Regions from separate parts of the Mus musculus genome. Here all the other regions are linked to region 3. The links are chromatin contacts, called in public Hi-C and promoter capture Hi-C maps. All regions are on one chromosome and are shown on one strand. Each heading gives the region's core, a stretch centred on a gene start, on an enhancer-like site or on the middle of the called end of the contact. The rest is flanking DNA. Distances are from core to core; before and after follow the strand shown.

What was found. Hi-C and Micro-C count contacts between places; a contact is called where the count stands out from the background. Capture Hi-C pulls out chosen DNA fragments and counts their contacts.
Region 1: a contact with region 3 is called in a promoter capture Hi-C map of pancreatic islet. The contact joins two enhancer-like sites. A contact is called at or near these places in 1 of 15 datasets of contacts at CTCF or cohesin (the NIH/3T3 cell line) and 1 of 9 other capture datasets (pancreatic islet).
Region 2: a contact with region 3 is called in a Hi-C map of cortical neurons, with 2.8 times the contacts expected there. The contact joins two enhancer-like sites. A contact is called at or near these places in 6 of 484 Hi-C or Micro-C datasets (cerebellar granule neurons, cortical neurons, frontal cortex and 3 more).

Annotation. Positions count from the first base shown.
Region 1 is chr5:110,867,929-110,871,062 of GRCm38.p6, forward strand. Chek2 (checkpoint kinase 2) reads left to right here. Exons shown (of 15, transcript NM_016681.4): 13 at 80-165. Among named protein-coding and RNA genes, the nearest start is that of Ttc28, 10 kb to the right of the region's middle. Within about 2 kb of position 1,648, at least 70 of the 459 cell types and tissues checked have an H3K27ac peak or open chromatin away from gene starts, as enhancers often do. A contact at or near this core is called in pancreatic islet, where this site is marked.
Region 2 is chr5:111,254,971-111,257,837 of GRCm38.p6, forward strand. The region is part of intron 12 of Ttc28 (tetratricopeptide repeat domain 28); the gene reads left to right. Among named protein-coding and RNA genes, the nearest start is that of Gm35628, 22 kb to the left of the region's middle. Within about 2 kb of position 1,526, at least 41 of the 459 cell types and tissues checked have an H3K27ac peak or open chromatin away from gene starts, as enhancers often do. A contact at or near this core is called in cortical neurons, where this site is marked.
Region 3 is chr5:111,097,277-111,100,282 of GRCm38.p6, forward strand. All of the region lies in intron 3 of Ttc28 (tetratricopeptide repeat domain 28), which reads left to right. Among named protein-coding and RNA genes, the nearest start is that of Mir701, 95 kb to the left of the region's middle. Within about 2 kb of position 1,730, at least 43 of the 459 cell types and tissues checked have an H3K27ac peak or open chromatin away from gene starts, as enhancers often do. A contact at or near this core is called in cortical neurons and pancreatic islet, where this site is marked.

The DNA.
Region 1 (3,134 bases), core at 398-2,897, 230 kb before region 3:
TTCTGGCATAGTTTAATAATGCAGGTGGCATGTATTTATTCTATTTATTATGATTTCCCCAATTCTCTTGCTGCTGTAGCTCTGGACCTTGTCAAGAAACTGTTAGTTGTAGACCCAAAGGCTCGGCTTACCACAGAGGAGGCCTTAAATCATCCGTGGCTTCAGGTGGGTACGAGGCAGTTCCTTTTCGCCTAAAATTCAGGGAAAGTCCCACACTGCTTAGGTGAGGTGAGGCTGAGGGTCTCTGTGTCTTTGGGTTCATTATGTAAGTGTTTTCAATCAGGGTGTAGGTAAAGTGTATGTGCAATTGTTTTTAATCAGTACACACTCGCGTGTGGCAGAGGGAGAGAGGGGAGGGAGAGATGGGGGGCGGGAAATGGGAGAAGAGAGGGTAAATGAATATGTGTGTGTGTTGGGTGTCAGCTCTTTCCATGCAACTGTTGGCGTACTTCATGCTGGGTTCTGGTTCCATTTGCCCTGAGATTGCAGTGTGGCTGAAATTCCTCTGAGAGCTTTGTCTTCCTCAACTGCCAGCTGTCTCCCTTTTCTACCCCTCCTCTGCCTGGTGGATCAGACTGTGCTATGGTCCAGACATTTTTTTTTTTTTTTTTACTTTTAATCAAAAAACTGGGGCAGGTCCAGGAAGGCAGTGTCCCTGAGGGAACCCAGCCACTTCCTGAGCCATGTTTTAAAGGATGCCAGTCTTGTTCCCGGTGAACAAGCATGTCACCTGCACCCTTTGAGTGTGCATGACATCTCTGTTCACATGTCCCTGTTGCTTTGAGAGTTTTGTGCCAGGCTCACTCAAAGCCTGCTGCCAGTGTAAGAGCGTCTGTAACTCTGGGAGATTAATCGTTGGCTTGGAATTAATCAGCGAGAGCATCCTGCAGCTTCTCTTGTAGATGTCTGATTGTATTCTTCATCTTGGCTACACTTTCCTGTGAACATCCTTAGGCCTCTGTTTCCTGTGGGGCTGGGTGACATCACTAGGTGGCTGGAGCTTCCCCCCCCCAACTCCCCATCCCCCATCTGTGGTTCTCAGTTCTGGGAACACCTTGAAAAATCCCTGCTGTCCTTATGGGACTCTGGAAGATTGTCCCCTTTCTGTCTTGCAACCATCCACACCTAAGTTTTGGTCTGACTAGTTTAGGTAGAGAACGAGAAATCCTTAAAAGAAGGAGGGCAGCTGGACCTGAGGGGGATGTCTCCTCACCAGGTCCAGCACAAGATCTGATGGCCCAAGTTTCATCCCCAGACTCCACAAACTCCTGAAAGTTATCCTCTGATTCTACACACACACACATAAGATAAGTGAAAAATGCAATAAAATATTTTTTAAAAGGCGGAGGGTGAGGAGTGGTGGGGGGAAAGGGACAGATCTATGTGTTTGGGTTGTTGCCCTGGAAACACGATTCTCCTCGCAGAAGAAATCTGTCAGGTGACTTAATGTTTACTCGACCACACAGATCTGAAAGCAGCAAGGGCCTTAGAGACAAGGAGCCTGGAAACAAAGGTGTCTTTGCGGGTGGGGGTTTAACTCTGATGAAAAGAGAAGCCCTCCCTTTGGCTCTTTTCACATGCCTTAATAGGGCAGCTTCTGGAATCCAAACGGAGGCAGACACACTGCGTTGGCTTTCTGTGTTAGCTTTGGAAAAAAAAAAGCACGGGCTGGCCAGTTAGGCCTAGCAACAGGGTTTGTGTTTGCCTAAGATGCATGAGTCAGTGCAGCCCATTTTGCTTGAACTTCTTTTTTTTTTTTTTTTTTTTTTCCAAGACAGGGTTTCTCTGTGTAGCCCTGGCTGTCCTGGAACTCACTCTGTAGACCAGGCTGGCCTCGAACTCAAATCCGCCTGCCTCTGCCTCCCAAGTGCTGGGATTAAATGAGTGCGCCACCACCGCCCGGCTTGCTTGAACTTCTTGTCTCGGAAAAAAAAAAAAAAAAAATTCTGTTATTCACAAGTAATTAAAGCTGAAGCTCAGCTCTCCTTCGCTTTTGATAAAATAGAAGAATCCTTCCTGCTTGCTTTTGAGGGACGTTGTAACTTAATAGTTTTGGGTGTGATGTCTCCTAGGTTTACAGAAACCTTGCTGCTTGCTCTCATGTTGAGATGCTTTTCTCATGTTCCTGTTGACCTGTTGCTTCTGAAAGCGTGCAGATGGATGCTTGTGAATGCGATGCAGATGGATACTCGTGAATACGATGCAGATAGGTGCTCGTGAATATGATGCAGAGATAGATGCCACAGGCCATGAATGGCCCTACCAGATAGTGTCCAGAAGAAGGACGTTTGTGCTTATTAGCTTTCTGTTAGCTGTTACACACCTAGAGAAATCAACTTAGAAAGAGAAAAGGGTTGTTTTGTTTACTTTTATGGGGGAGGTCAGTCCAGGATTGATGTGAGAAAACAGAGGAAGAGGCTCCGGGGAGTCAGCTCAATGGATAAAGTATTTGTCTCACAAATATGAGGAGCTGAGAGATTGGGGGCGCAGACTCCCCTGCAGCTCACAAGCCAGTTAGCTTGACTGTACACGGTGGTGAGCAACAAGAGACTCAAACGAGATGGAAGTCGAGGACCAATACCCAAGGTTGATCTCTGACCTCTACATGCATGCTACAGCATGCTGGGGAGACCTGAGAGGATTTGTTTTATTTTTAATTGTGTGTGTGTTGTGTGTGTGTTCTTGTGTGCATGCGTACATATATCAGTGCGCACCCACTTTGTTTTATTCACACATTCATCTCTTCAGAGCACCGTTCAGGTTTGAAACGCTGCTAGGCCCATGATATACAGAGCAGAGCAATACACATGAGTGTAGTATATGAGCTTGGTGCCATCCAGACAGGCGTTCTGTGAGCCACTCAAGAGTAACCAGTAAGACAAGGAAGTAGGTGCTGGCTCCCACAAAATCTCTCGTGTTGGAAGCCTTTTATCTTTGATGCCATGAGAGAGGTAGAAAAATAGAGAGAGAAAGTGCATGGGGTGCTAAGTTGACAAAGTGTAAATGGGAACGGTTTCAGACACACAAAAACTCACCTCCCTCTGCCTCCTGGCTACTATGATTGAGGTGTGTGCAGTCTTTTTTTTTTAAAGATTTCTTTTTCTGGCCATAGTTGTGCTTTCCTTAAACCCAGC
Region 2 (2,867 bases), core at 276-2,775, 160 kb after region 3:
CACCCCCACTCTGCCTCTGTCAAACCCCGCCTTACCCTTGAACCGATCCTCTCTCCTCTGCTCTTTCTTCTGGGCTGTGCCTCAAATGCTGACTTTAAAAATCAAATCCAAATGCCATGCTTGGCGCTCTCCACTGGCCCAGAAACGCTGGTTCTGCACCGTGTGTGGCATACATATCAGCCAGCGGAGACCGCCTCAGACCCAGGAGGAATCTTTGGCCCAGCCTCAGCCTGATCTGTGCAGGTCTTCAAGTCGGCCCAGGCTCACTGCGAGGCCTCATCCCAGTGTATACCAGCGCAGATCTTTAGTCCATCCGGTCTCAGAGATGAGCTCAAGCCAACCTCTGACCACTGCACATCAGAGTGTTTTTGTTTGCATCTAAGGGAGGAATTCCTTAACTCATCCGGGCCAGAAAACCAGTGTGTCCTGCCGCAGGCTAGACCCTCTGCTCTGTGAACATGTGCGCAGCTCCTCAAAGCAGACACGTCTGCAGAGCACATTGCTGCTTCCTTTCCTAGGCATTGTCGCCCTGTACTTTCTACTCTCTAATCATTACATGGGAAAAGATGACACAGAGCTTCAGGAGCTGAGGCAGGAGGATCAGGGGTTGGATGTTAGCTGGAGTCATACAGAACCCATCGTGTGGGTTGGGGAGAAAAGCAGAAAAGAGGGAAGGATCTCACCTGCCCCAAAACCGACCACTGTCCTGCACCCACAGAGTTGGGGGGGGTGTCAGCGATTTGCGACCCAGCAGTAAGCTGGAGAGGATGGGCTACACAGGCGGCAGCAGTTGTTCTTGGAGCATTGCTTTGCAATTCGCACAACAAAAATACCTACAGAACTCAAGCTGCCACTGCCCTTGCTCTTTGCATTAATTTTCCAACATTCTGTGCCCCACCCCCACCCGTGGAATCATAGGGATTTGTTTCTCTCAATGCAAAGTCCCCTGTCCCACCCTGAATGGAAACTACTTTTCTTATTTGGTTTCTCAACAAGCCACTACCCAATTGTGCTGCTTTAAGCATGGAAACAAACAAACAAAACAACAATAACAAAAACCTGCAGAGCCCTGGTAGAATAATTTGGATCCAGAGGGACTCGTGCAGATAGGACCACCAAGAGAAGCCAGGCCACCCTGTTCCCAGTAGGCACGACACGCATGGCCTCTGCCCCTTGGCTCTCACCAGTGTCTGCTTTCCAAGCCCCACAGAGCAGAAGCTGGCTTGCAGCATGGCTGTCAGGCCGATGCATCTGTGAGTGCTGTAGGCAGCCTCTTGAGCAGCTCCTTTGCCTCTCCTGCTGCAAAGCCAGAAACAAATATTTAGCTGGCTGCAGAGAGCCATTCACATGAGTGCTGTCCCCCTGGGGGTCTTCTGCACACAGCGCCTGGCTGCTCCTTCCACGTGACACAGGACATATAATATATTTATGTCTGGTGTAACCATAGAAACCTGTTGTATCCGTGAAGACATTGCAATTCTGCTTCTCACCAGAAAGACGGATAAAGCCCCAGGGCAGCCGCCACTGCTGCAGGCTGCATTCAGTAGTGGCCACATCTGCGGACTTTAACAAAGTATCAGATAGACACAAGGAGGTAAAAACTGCTCTGGGTGTTCTTTTAGATGCTGGAGCCAAACCATCATTTTCTCTCATCACCCACACAGCTTGCACTTCATTACTTATCCCGAAGACAGTGGTCATGTTTGTGTGACTTCCTCTAGGGAGTCAGAGGCATAAGGCAAATATACATTTGTCATACAATTGTACAATTGTTGGCTTTCAGAGAACACAGTGTGGCCATTGAAAGGGGTGGAAATGATGCTGGTCTAACCCAGGCTCCTTCATTCCCTGGATGCAGCAGTAAGGTCTGCCTTCCTGGTCACTGTGAGGAAGGCAGTCATTTAAGAGAAAGGCCCAGTCCACAGCAGCCGTGGCACTGGCTGGTGGCACTGCCCCAGTCTTCATTTCCTTTTTTTGGTCCCCTGCAGGGGTCGTAATGCCTGAAAAAGCTAGCTTTTGTTAGCGCATCTACGTTGCCTCAATACTTACCAAAGCCTGCTTCACAAATATTTATTAATTATAAAACCCCCAAGGGAGACATGGAATATCAATCCCACCTCTTTTCCAATTAATTCTGCACCTTTCCATTTGGCAAATATGTATGTTTTGTGGCTCTTAATAGAGCAAGGAACCCTTTGGCTCTTTTGTCTGTGCAGTGGCTTGTTGTTGGCTCTGTGTGTGTGTGTGTGTGTGTGTGTGTGTGTGTGTGTGTGTGTGTGTGTGTGTGTGATTTAAAGGAATTTATCCATGGAAGCTCCCAGTGCAGCTGAGAGATGACTTGGGCGACATCTGCTGGCTGGCTGGAGAAGTAGGCTGCTCCACAGAACCAAAAGCCATGCCCTTACCCCAGGCCCTAAGTAAATCCTAAATCTACAGGGCCCGGTGGACTGTGGGTGGTAGGTACAATCATAGCTAAGAAGGCAGGGCATTTACACTTACTGTTATTATTTTCTTTATTATTGTTATTTAAATGGCAGTATTAGAAAGCAGGGGATGTTTCCCACCAGCTAATAACCATTTAAGTTGCATTTGGGGGCTTTCATGACTTGACGACAGCTTCTCAAAATCGCCGGGCTGTTAAACCCCCTACTGGGTTAATGTGGCAGAAAAAGACAAGAAGGGCGCTTCTGTGCGGAGGCCTCTCTGGTGTCTGGGGGGTGGGGAGGGGAGCAGGTCTTTTCAGAAAATCCAATTAGAGGGAGAGAGGGGAAGAACCCCCCAGTGCCCCAGGCAGACACTCAGCCTTCAGGCAGGAAAGCAGTATAGACAGGAACCTGCCTCTACCCAAAGCTCATTGGAGACAGAGG
Region 3 (3,006 bases), core at 480-2,979:
GATAGCACAAGTTTATCTTAGAACAGGAATTAGAGCAACAGACTTGGAAACTGTCTCAGAGATTATCTTTAGATTTTTAAAAAGTGTCTTACAATCTCTTTCATCAAAAGAAACACAGTTGGCTGGATACAGTGGCCTGATCCTGTGGTCCTGGCTACTTGGGAGGTTAAGATGGGAAAATGGCTCACAGCCAGGAATTTGAGACCAGCCTGGGCAACATAGAAAAACCCTAACTCAAGCTTCTCCCTCCCCTCTCAACCCAACTGCTGACTGGAGATTCTGGCTAGTGATCTAAGAGATATAATCTCAGCTTAAGCAGATAAGTTTTTAAAAGGAAATTACACACAGTGAAGTGGGTGCTCTGTATCTTTAGATATACGCAGAGATGTACACATGTACATAGGTAGGTGTCTGTGTGCGCACATAGCCATGTGCATGTGCACATATACACGTGTGCGTAACCATAGCCACAGCCGTTGCCCTTGCACTTGGCCGTGTGAGGTCAGTTTTGAAGGACAGACATGTTCTTTCAGCCGTTGCTCACTGTCTTTCCCACTAAGCCACATCAGCTCCCGCTGCTACCTAAAATGCCTGGTCAGCTCAAACCAGCCTGTTGGGGATCTCTCTAGCCCTTGTGTCTGTCTCGTCCTGGCTCCCTGTCTAAGATACCCCTTTCCCTTAAGGCGCCTCCCACTCAGAATAAAAGCAGCAAAGAGTTTAAAAGCTATCCTTTAACAAGCCAAGCTCCACCCCCTGAAGCTTGAGCACCCTGGGTAACGTGGCTCTCAAATCACTTTACATTTTGCTTGGCAGTGGTATTTAGTGTATTTAGTGCTTAATGTACTTATAGTTTCTTTTTGTCCACTTTGAATGGGGATTTCCTTTTTTCTTTATAATTTCCCTCCCATCTACCCCCAAACTTGCCCAAGTAGAGGTTTCTCTTTCCTTCTTGGGGGTTTCTGGACAGCTCCTCCCCATGGTCCTCTGTTACAGTGTTATCTCTGCTGCTGTCTCAGGGCTGCACCGTTGCTGTGGGAAAGCCTGTCTTGTTCTGAAGCTTGGGCCTATGCCTGCCTCCGTCATTTCAGGACAGGCGGCTGAGCACCTTCCCCGTCTGTCAGGAATAACTATTTTCTGCCTTCCACTATAAAAGCTGAAGCATCCAGTCCCAATGTTCCCACTCACCTTTGCAGCCGAGACCCAAGCTTTGAATCAGAAACTACAGATCTAGTGAAGAGAGGGGTCACATAGAATTTATTGTAATGGATGGCAACATCCTTTTCTGATAGTTGTGCTCCGTGACAGGGCTCTGCCAGGGGCTGGAGACTGCATCTCCACAGTCCACTGCATAACTCAGTGGATTTCTACTTAAAAGCTGCCAAGTTCTCTGTAGCTTGCAACCAAATCTTCCTGCTTTGGCCACCCAGTGGCCTGGAGCCCTGCTGTGGACTCTGACTTTGCCTCTGACCCCATCCGATTAACCTTAGCTGAATCAGATAAATGCCCAGATCTTTGTTTGAAAATGGTGGTACTGCTGGTGTCTCATCTCTGGTTTGCTAGGTGGAAGTGAGGTGCTCACTGCTGAACACCACTGTCTGCCGGCCAGGCCTGGCCCACAGCAGGGTGCGGGATCTTGCTCTTGCCATTCTGGGGTCTGCCCCTCTTCTGTGTAGCAGTTCCTGCTCTCTGCTGCTGCTTGTGCTCTCTGTGTTTAACCCCATTGGCCAGTTACTGCTCACTAGCACGCTGCTGCTTGCATCTTGACAGGAGTAAAAATGTTCTTTGTTCTCTGTTTACTGATCTGATTGAAGGGAAAATGCTTTAGGCACCAGTGAGCTTCAGGGTTTCCCTGGCGATGTTGACTCAGGCGAGAGAGCTCCTTAGCAGAGAACTGAAAAGTCATAAATTGTGGCCTTTGGCCAGGAGGTGAGGTTTAAAGAGACCAGCATGGCTGCAGGCTTGGTGCATGGATTATTGGAACCACTACTGTGAGGGAGGTTTCCAGACCATGAGAGGCATAGTCAGAACTCTTTATTATCTCTAAAGAAAATAGGGAAGGGTGGGGCAGGAGCTTGTCATCCTTATCCAACACCCCCCAAATGGAACTGACCCCACATGGCTTAATGACCTCTGACCTACACCCCTGACTGTTGCCACTGGAAGATAAAATGGGCTAAAAATGGGCTAAACATTAATTTTACCACCTTAAAGCTCACCCTGGTACAGGGGATGGTTTTCTTCTGGCGTGGCTTGCTGGTATTTTGGTGTGTGTGTGTGTGTGTGTGTGTGTGTGTGTGTCAGAAGTAGCCTTGAGAATGGTTGGCATTTTGTGGATACCCTTTACTGTATCTTCTAGGAGAGATTGCACGCAGGTTGCTTTTGATGATAGGCGTGTTCAAGACTCACTCACCAGTGAGACAGAGAATGGGATTTTATCAGAGGTCTTCAGTGTACTACTTGGCTACTCAAAATAAAACATAGCTGACAGAAAAAACACATCTCTTGCCTCAAAGGGGATAAGAGAGAGTTTATCTGGGATCCAGATATGAGTTAGGGTGGCCTAGGAATACAGATTTAGCTTACCCCAAATTCCATGTTCCAATAAGGTAGCAATTTCATTAACTTTTCTGTGGTGACAGAACAAAGAAAACTCATGAATCAAGACACTTTCTGAATTCACTACCACTGCATCCTGAAGGCAGGGGATGGGAGAACCCTGTCAGAGACCTAAGATGCCGCCTGACACACCACCCTCAGCTTTTGGTTGGTGAAAAATCTGTAGTTTTACTATTTGTTCCAAAAGAGAATGGCTGTTTACTAGACTAAAGATGGTCCAAGACTGATTGCAGTGAGGCTCTGGACCTTCCATGTTCCAACACCTGCAGTGACCACAATTTTAATGAGCCAGTCAGCCTCCAAAGGTGCAGCTGCTTTCTCGGAATTCTCATTCACAGTAGGCAACAGACTTATCTGGGAAATATTCCTACTGAGCAAACGTGGAACAAT